Linked DNA regions of Triticum aestivum: region 1 is linked to region 2. Evidence: chromatin contacts called from public Hi-C data. All regions are on one chromosome and are shown on one strand. The core of a region is the stretch at or near the end of the contact, and the rest is flanking DNA. Distances in the headings are between cores, read along the strand shown.

Region 1 (3,761 bases), core at 296-2,795, 270 kb after region 2:
TTTTCAACCGTATTAGAGAGGGGGTGGTCAGATACGATAACTATTTCGAGTGCAAAGAGGACACCCTTGGAAAGAGTGGCTTCTCATCTTATCAGAAATGCACTGCAGCCATCCGGATGCTTGAGTGCCCGGTGATCTCATTGATGAGTACGTCCGTATGAGCGAGTCTACATGCCTAGAGTCCATGTACATGTTCTGCAGGGTTGTGATTGTTGTGTTTGGCTCTGAGTACTTGAGAGAGCCGACTCCTCAAGATATAGCCCACTTGTTGGTGATGAATGCCAGCAGGGGCTTATGAGAGATGCTTGGCAGCATAGACTGCATGCACTGGGAGTGGAAGAACTGCCCTTCTGCTTGGCAAGGGCAGTATAAGGGCCATGTCAGGGCTTGCACTATCATACTTGAGGCCGTGGCCTCACAAGATCTCGGGATCTGGCACTCTTTTTTCGGCATGGCCGGATCACACAATGATATCAACGTGCTTCAACGCTCGCTGGTGTTTGCAAGGCTTGCGGAAGGCAACAGCCCGCCGGTGAATGTTGACATCAATGGCCACAACTACGACAAAAGATACTACCTAGGTGACGGTATCTACTCTCAGTGGACCACTATTGTGAAGACAATCCCCAACCCTGTTGGAGAGAAGAGGAAAAAAAATTTCCCAAGAGCAAGAGAGTGATAGGAAGGATGTTGAGCGTGCCTTTGGTGTTTTGCAATCTCGATGGGGCATCATTCGGTATCCTGCTAGGACTTGGAGCACCAAGAAGTTGTGGGAGGTGATGACAACGTGTGTGATTGTGCACAATATGATCGTAGAAGATGAGCGTCCGAAACGTATCTACGATAAAGGGTTTCAGTTCAGGGTGAAAATGTTGTGCCTGAGCATGGAGGAGCGGCAACGTTTGAACAGTTCACCCAATTTCATGATGAAATGCGTGATTGGAAAACTCACATGCAGCTGCAAAATGATTTGGTTGAGCATATGGGCTCATGTTGACAACCAATAGATGTATCTTTGTTCACATGTATTTGAGACAATTTAATTTTTATTTGGCTTGTAAAACTATGCTTAATTTATTTGGTTGTAAAACTATACTTTATTTGGTTGTGAAACTATGCTATTTTTTACAAGTCTGCTTGTCAAAATAATGCAAAATGTTGGCATATTTGTTGAAAAAGGGCGGCCATGCCGGCAAATATGGTCGGCGCCTTGGGAGCACCGCAGACCCAAATGTTAAACAGGACGGATGCCGAGCGAACGGCCAACTCAAACGGACAGAAGACGGACAAAAGCGTCGTCCGTTTGGTTCGACGAGTTGGAGTTGCTCTAAAACGCTATTATATATTTTTATATTTTTGTTAGAAAGGAAGTATTTGTAAATGTACTTCATTATCCGATCTGATTATTGATGAAACAATGATGCTTAGTGCAGACAAACAGAGTGGAGAAAGAAGCGTTGGAATTGGATAAGCTCGAAGACAAACAATAAAGCGGAAAAGGCACCCGACGCAACCAACTACTACCACTGCACTCCATTGGACTGCCCCACTCGACACCCCCGTGCTCCTCCCTCATCACCCTCCTCTCCTCGCCCCTTTCCATAGCCACCTTCCTCTCCTCACTCTGTCACCCCCGCTCCTCCCTTTATAACCCGCCTGCACTCCACCACCTCACAGCCCACAGCTCACAACACACCCACCGCCGCTGCCTCAACTTCCCCTTCCCGGAGCAGCAGCCAGAGAGGAAGCGAGAGAGAGAGAGAGAGAGGGCGATGGAGGGGAAGGAGGAGGACGTGCGGCTGGGCGCCAACAGGTACTCGGAGCGGCAGCCCATCGGGACGGCGGCGCAGGGCGGCGGCGACGACAAGGACTACAAGGAGCCGCCCCCCGCGCCGCTGTTCGAGCCCGGGGAGCTCAAGTCCTGGTCCTTCTACCGCGCCGGCATCGCCGAGTTCATCGCCACCTTCCTCTTCCTCTACGTCACCGTGCTCACCGTCATGGGCGTCTCCAAGTCCCCCTCCAAGTGCGCCACCGTCGGCATCCAGGGCATCGCATGGTCCTTCGGCGGCATGATCTTCGCGCTCGTCTACTGCACCGCCGGCATCTCAGGTCTCTCTCCACACCCTTCTCTCTCCCTCTTCTTGGCTTGCTACATACTCCTAGCCGTCCGTTGCTTCACAGGAGCTGAAGCAGCTGTCAGTTAGTACTGTACCTTTTTGTTGTTATTGTACGCAACGCATAGATTCTAGAGAGTTCTGTCTTCCAAAAAGTGAAGTGGGTTGCGTGTCCAACCTACAATAATTTCTCTTCTCCGTTCACTTTATTAAACAGTTGTAAAAACATTTTTGTTTAAATTAGGCGTGCACTCTACGCAAAAACGACAAAATGTGTGTCTGTTGAGACTATGATACCAATTTGTTTTTTTTTTTTGGCACAGGACGAACAATATCATGTTTTCCCACCAATTTTTTCATGTCTCTTCTTAGTTGAATTTTTCGCATGCTGACATATATCAAGATGAACATACGACACATATGATCTTTCTTTCAAAAAATTCATAAAACTAAAAAGTAAGAGAGATAATTAAGGCTCCGTGCTGGACCATGTGCACAAAATCTGTGTCTTTGTTTTCTAGTAGTACCGAGAGTAGTTAGTAGTATTAGATATTTCATTCGCAAACTGTACTGCTGCAGTATGTAAACCTAGTTTTATTTATCTTGCAAAGGCACAATTCACAAGAGCTCATCTTTTGATGCAGCGCTTCTGTAATGTCCAAATCTAGATATTCCAACCTCAAAAGGTCAAAGGTGCACATGAAAAAACACCATATTTATTACTCGATCTGATTCGGTTCAATGTTTTAAATAGCGGGCTATGAAAAAATAGCGGCGGGCCTTCAAACCAGCTATAGCGGAGCTATAGCTGAGCTATAACGGGCTATAGCGCGCTATTTGTGAAGGCGACCATTTAGCCGCATCCTGCTGAAAAGGCTATATAGCGGGCTATAGCGGAGCTATAGCCGGCTATTTAAAACTATGATTCGGTTTCACTTGGAAGTGAGTGACCAATATGCAGTACTATTTCATGGAATTCGCTTGCTGAAACTCTGCTACGGGCAATACATCATTTAGTGGTCACTAAACCTCTTTTATTGTCAAATTGTAAATTGTCTCTCAGTGAATGTTGTGGTCCAATTCTCACTACTTACTGCTCCTGAATCTCAGATTCTGCCTGGTTAATCTCAAAATATCAATTTGTGAGAGAACAGATATGATGTAACAATAAAAGCACTACCAAAGCTGAGGGTGAGGACACTGCTAATCTCAGTTATATGCTGAAATGACAGGAGGACACATCAACCCAGCGGTGACCTTTGGGCTGTTCTTGGCCAGGAAGCTGTCCCTGACCAGGGCCGTCTTCTACATAATTATGCAATGCCTGGGGGCCATCTGTGGAGCTGGAGTGGTGAAGGGCTTCCAGCAGGGTCTGTACATGGGCAACGGTGGCGGCGCCAATGTAGTCGCCAGTGGCTACACCAAGGGCGATGGCCTTGGTGCTGAGATCATCGGCACCTTCGTCCTGGTCTACACCGTCTTCTCGGCTACCGATGCCAAGAGGAATGCCAGAGACTCCCATGTTCCTGTAAGTACTCTTACACTTTTACTCCGCCAGTTCTGTTTGATATGTGATGCTACATGCTAGCAATGCCTTGGAATATAGTATGTTTATGCCTAGAATATAGGTTCTCCGGTTCATCTTGC
Region 2 (3,568 bases), core at 65-2,564:
CACAGTGATCTCTTGTTCTGTTCGATCACCGGCATAGGCAGTACAAGCAGAACTCGTTTGAGGCGGCGGCAATGGACACGACCAAGCTTCAGGTGATGTTTCTGCTTCGGAGGAGCCGTCTTCTTCGTCCAGCTCGAAGTCTGCAATCCTGCCGTCAATTGAGTAGACTGGCCTTGCCCTCCTCTTGGTTGGGTATCGCTCGACGTCGACACCTGCCTGGATGCATAGCTCCAGGATGGCCGGGAGCCTTGGGACGACGTACTTCTCCTTGTGCACCACCCTGGGCTTCCCAACGCGATCAAACAGGTGGTAGCAGTATGGGAAGCCGAGGACGTCCCGTACTGTCCCCGGCCGCCACACGTGCAAGGAGTTCCTAGACGCGCTGTTGGGACCCTCACACGTCCTGATCTCGTGCCCGATGTCACCGATGTGCACCTCCGAGCAGAACCTGATCAGACACTTGACACCGTTACTCACACCACCTTGCTGAATCCAACAGACCATGGCTATGCAAAGCAAAATACATTGCCATTGGTGTGTGCATGTTTTCCCCTTACCTGCATCGCTTCACCGGGATGGCAGCTTCGCCTTTGACAAGGCTGGCGAGGCCGCTGAGGAGCCTCTCCCTTGCTCTGTGTACCCGATGCGCAACCTCGACGAGGTGCGGCACGAGAAGGCCGTTGGCGGGCGGGTGCTCCAGCACGCGGCACGGGGTCTCCTGCCGGGCCCGTCTCTCCTCCTTGGCCCTCCGGATGAGGACCTTCATCGGTGTCACGTACGGCTTCCTCTCCCATTTCCTCCCGGGCCGGGGCACGTCGGCGTAAGGGAACTCTTCTTCCTGTGGCTCCCTGCCGGCGTGCAGCCATCGTGTAGACGCTCTGAGAGGACGCAAAGACCTCAGCAGCGGTTCAGCTCTCCCACGCACGACTCGCCGAGCCAAAAGCCCAGCCGGTGGCATTTCATCGAACACGTTGCCCTCAGCGCAGATGCGCCGCCGGTTACAATCCGGGGCAGAAGGCAGGTCGAAGCGAGGGAGCTATGGAAGTTTGGAACGCGGCGGCTCCTTGGAATAGCAAGAGTGGCCTCTTCGGGTGCACCGACGGGGAGGGGCGCAGAGGTCCGGGCTGCGAGGGGGGCGGACGCCCACGCCCACGCCCAGGCGAAAAGACGGCGATCTGACGAGCAGCGAACTCAACTGGCGCGCGTGCGACGACACACGAGAGTGGATGCTCGAGTTTCGCCGGCGGGCTCCTACGGGCGGCGACAGGCGGAGGTGCGTGCTGTGTGGGGGTCCGGCGAGCGGCGTGGTGGCGCCGTAGTCCGGAGGGCAGCAGTCAGAAGTACGAGGGGTATTCTGGTCAATGCAACCACTCGGTTGGCTCCTTCCCCCGCCTCCGTCGTGGTCATATCCCGTAGTCGTACCCGAGAGTCCAGAAAAATACGGTCTCCTCCTCTCCTCATGCTTCCGGACGCTGCTCCCGGGGACAGCCCCGCGGCCGGATCACCGCCGGCGGCGGCGGCCGTCGCGAAGGTGAGGGTGAAGGTGCTGTTCTTCGCCCGCGCGCGGGATCTGACGGGCGTCGCGGAGTCCTCCGTGGAGGTGCCCTCCGGGAGCACCGCGGGGGAGTGCCTCGGCCGGGTGCTGGCCTCGTTCCCCAAGCTGGACGAGATCCGCCGCTCCATGGTGCTCGCGCTCAACGAGGAGTACGCGCCCGAGTCCGCCCCCGTCGCCGACGGAGACGAGCTCGCCATCATCCCGCCGATCAGCAGCGGCTGACCGGGACTGCAAAATGAAGAAAATGAAAGAGAGAAAGAAAGAAAGGTCTTCCTCTTTTCTTCGATACTTGTCTTTGCTTCCTGATCAATGTGCACGTTGAATAAATAATAAGTTGTGATGTTCGCTGGCATTTGTGTTCATCAATCATGTTGATGAATAATATGGTTTTGAATCTGAGAAGATACACAAAGCATGCTCGCGTAGTTGTTGTATGTGATAGTATCTTAATGTTCACAATACGGTTGATCGATAGCTAAAAAGGGCAGCTCGGATGTAGCTCCTGCTTTTGAACGGTCTGAGGAAGGGTCCGGCCACTTCGAGGTTGACCAATAGCTAGTGGAACTAAAATGAAAAATCTGGCTGAATTTTCTAGCAAGTATTAGTCCGAAGAAACTAACAGAGGAAGAAGAAGAAGCCCTGAAAGAGATCTGCGATCAGCTCTTCAAAGGGTAAGATGTTTCTTCATTGCCTCAGTTACTAACTGCAACTTCATCATAACCAAATGTGAATTGCCCTTATAGATTAAAGACCTAGAACATTGGTTTCTACATGAGATGAGAAAGCGGGAAGCGACAGCACTGGAGGAGACGCTTGCAATTCAGAAGGATGTAACTCAGGAAACAAAAGGACAGCTACAAGATAGATCGACCGTCAACGCTATTTTTTTCTCTGTTACAAAAACAATACTTGCTATGCTCCATTCAAACAGAAACAGCCGTGCCTGCAAGCAAAAGTAGCCACTTTCAGAATTTTTAGGTGGGGAAACACCAGGATTCCTGGCTTTCAGGTAGGCGCCTGCACTGGCATTTAGTTATGGTTATGTCGTTTTCATTCAAAAGGATTGCACACATTTGATTAATGCCATTAGTCCTATGCCAAAACCAAACACCGCCCGAAAACTGATTGGCTTACTCAACCAGTTAACCTTTTTTTTTGGGGTAAACGTCGCCGCTTTTATTTAACTTAAAACAAGTCTGGAATCTCGCCTGCAATCACTTCCAGAATGCTCGCATAGTTGTTGTATGTGATAGTATCTTAATGTTCACAATACGGTTGATCGATAGCTAAAAAGGGCAGCCTGGATGTAGCTCCTGCTTTTGAACGGTCTGAGGAAGGGTCCGGCCACTTCGAGGTTGATCAATAGCTAGTGGAACTAAAATGGAAAATCTGGCTGAATTGTCTAGAAAGAATGTGTCCGAAGAAACTAAGAGAGGAAGAAGAAGCCCTGAAAGAGATCTGCTATCAGCTCTTCAAAGGGTAAGATATTTCTTCATTGCTCCCGGTTACAAACTGCAACTTCACCATAACCAAATGTGAATTGCACTTATAGATTTGATTAATGTGGTGCGAGGAGATTTCATTGTTAAGTTTCGAGTGAGGTCAAAGTTGGATGGTTTTAGGTGGGCTCTAGTGACTGTGTATGGCGCAGCCCAACCTGAACTTAAGCCTGACTTCTTGGCTGATCTAGTTAGGATCTGCGGGGATGAAAGGTTGCTGATCTTAGTTGAAGGGGACTTTAACATTATTAGAAGAGAAGAGAAGAATAATAACAATTTCGATGGCCGATGGTCATTCATGTTCAATGCGATTATTGAGAGCCTTAATCTAAGAGAGATTGACCTTACGGGTAGACAGTTCACATGGGCGAATTCGTTACCTAATCCGACTTATGTGAAGTTGGACAGAGTGCTTACTAGCGTGGAATGGGAACAAAAATACCCATTGGTATTGGTACATGCCATGCAACGTGCAATCTCAGACCATACACCCTTGTTAGTTAACTCGGGCGAA

What was found. A called contact is a pair of places that touch in the nucleus more often than the background predicts.
Region 1: a contact with region 2 is called in a Hi-C map of leaf, with 5 times the contacts expected there. The contact joins the promoter of LOC123137719 here to the promoter of LOC123137718 in region 2. A contact is called at or near these places in 2 of 5 Hi-C or Micro-C datasets (both in leaf).

What each region holds. Positions count from the first base shown.
Region 1 is chr6B:512,823,878-512,827,638 of IWGSC CS RefSeq v2.1, forward strand. It overlaps LOC123137719 (aquaporin PIP1-1), which reads left to right and starts at 1,546. Exons shown (of 4, transcript XM_044557559.1): 1 at 1,546-2,109; 2 at 3,347-3,642. The coding sequence starts at 1,773.
Region 2 is chr6B:512,551,654-512,555,221 of IWGSC CS RefSeq v2.1, forward strand. It overlaps LOC123137718 (molybdopterin synthase sulfur carrier subunit), which reads left to right and starts at 1,315. Exons shown (of 1, transcript XM_044557558.1): 1 at 1,315-1,967. The coding sequence starts at 1,460. The coding sequence ends at 1,777. It overlaps LOC123137716 (APO protein 3, mitochondrial), which reads right to left and starts at 1,023. Exons shown (of 5, transcript XR_006468472.1): 1 at 558-1,023; 2 at 1-448.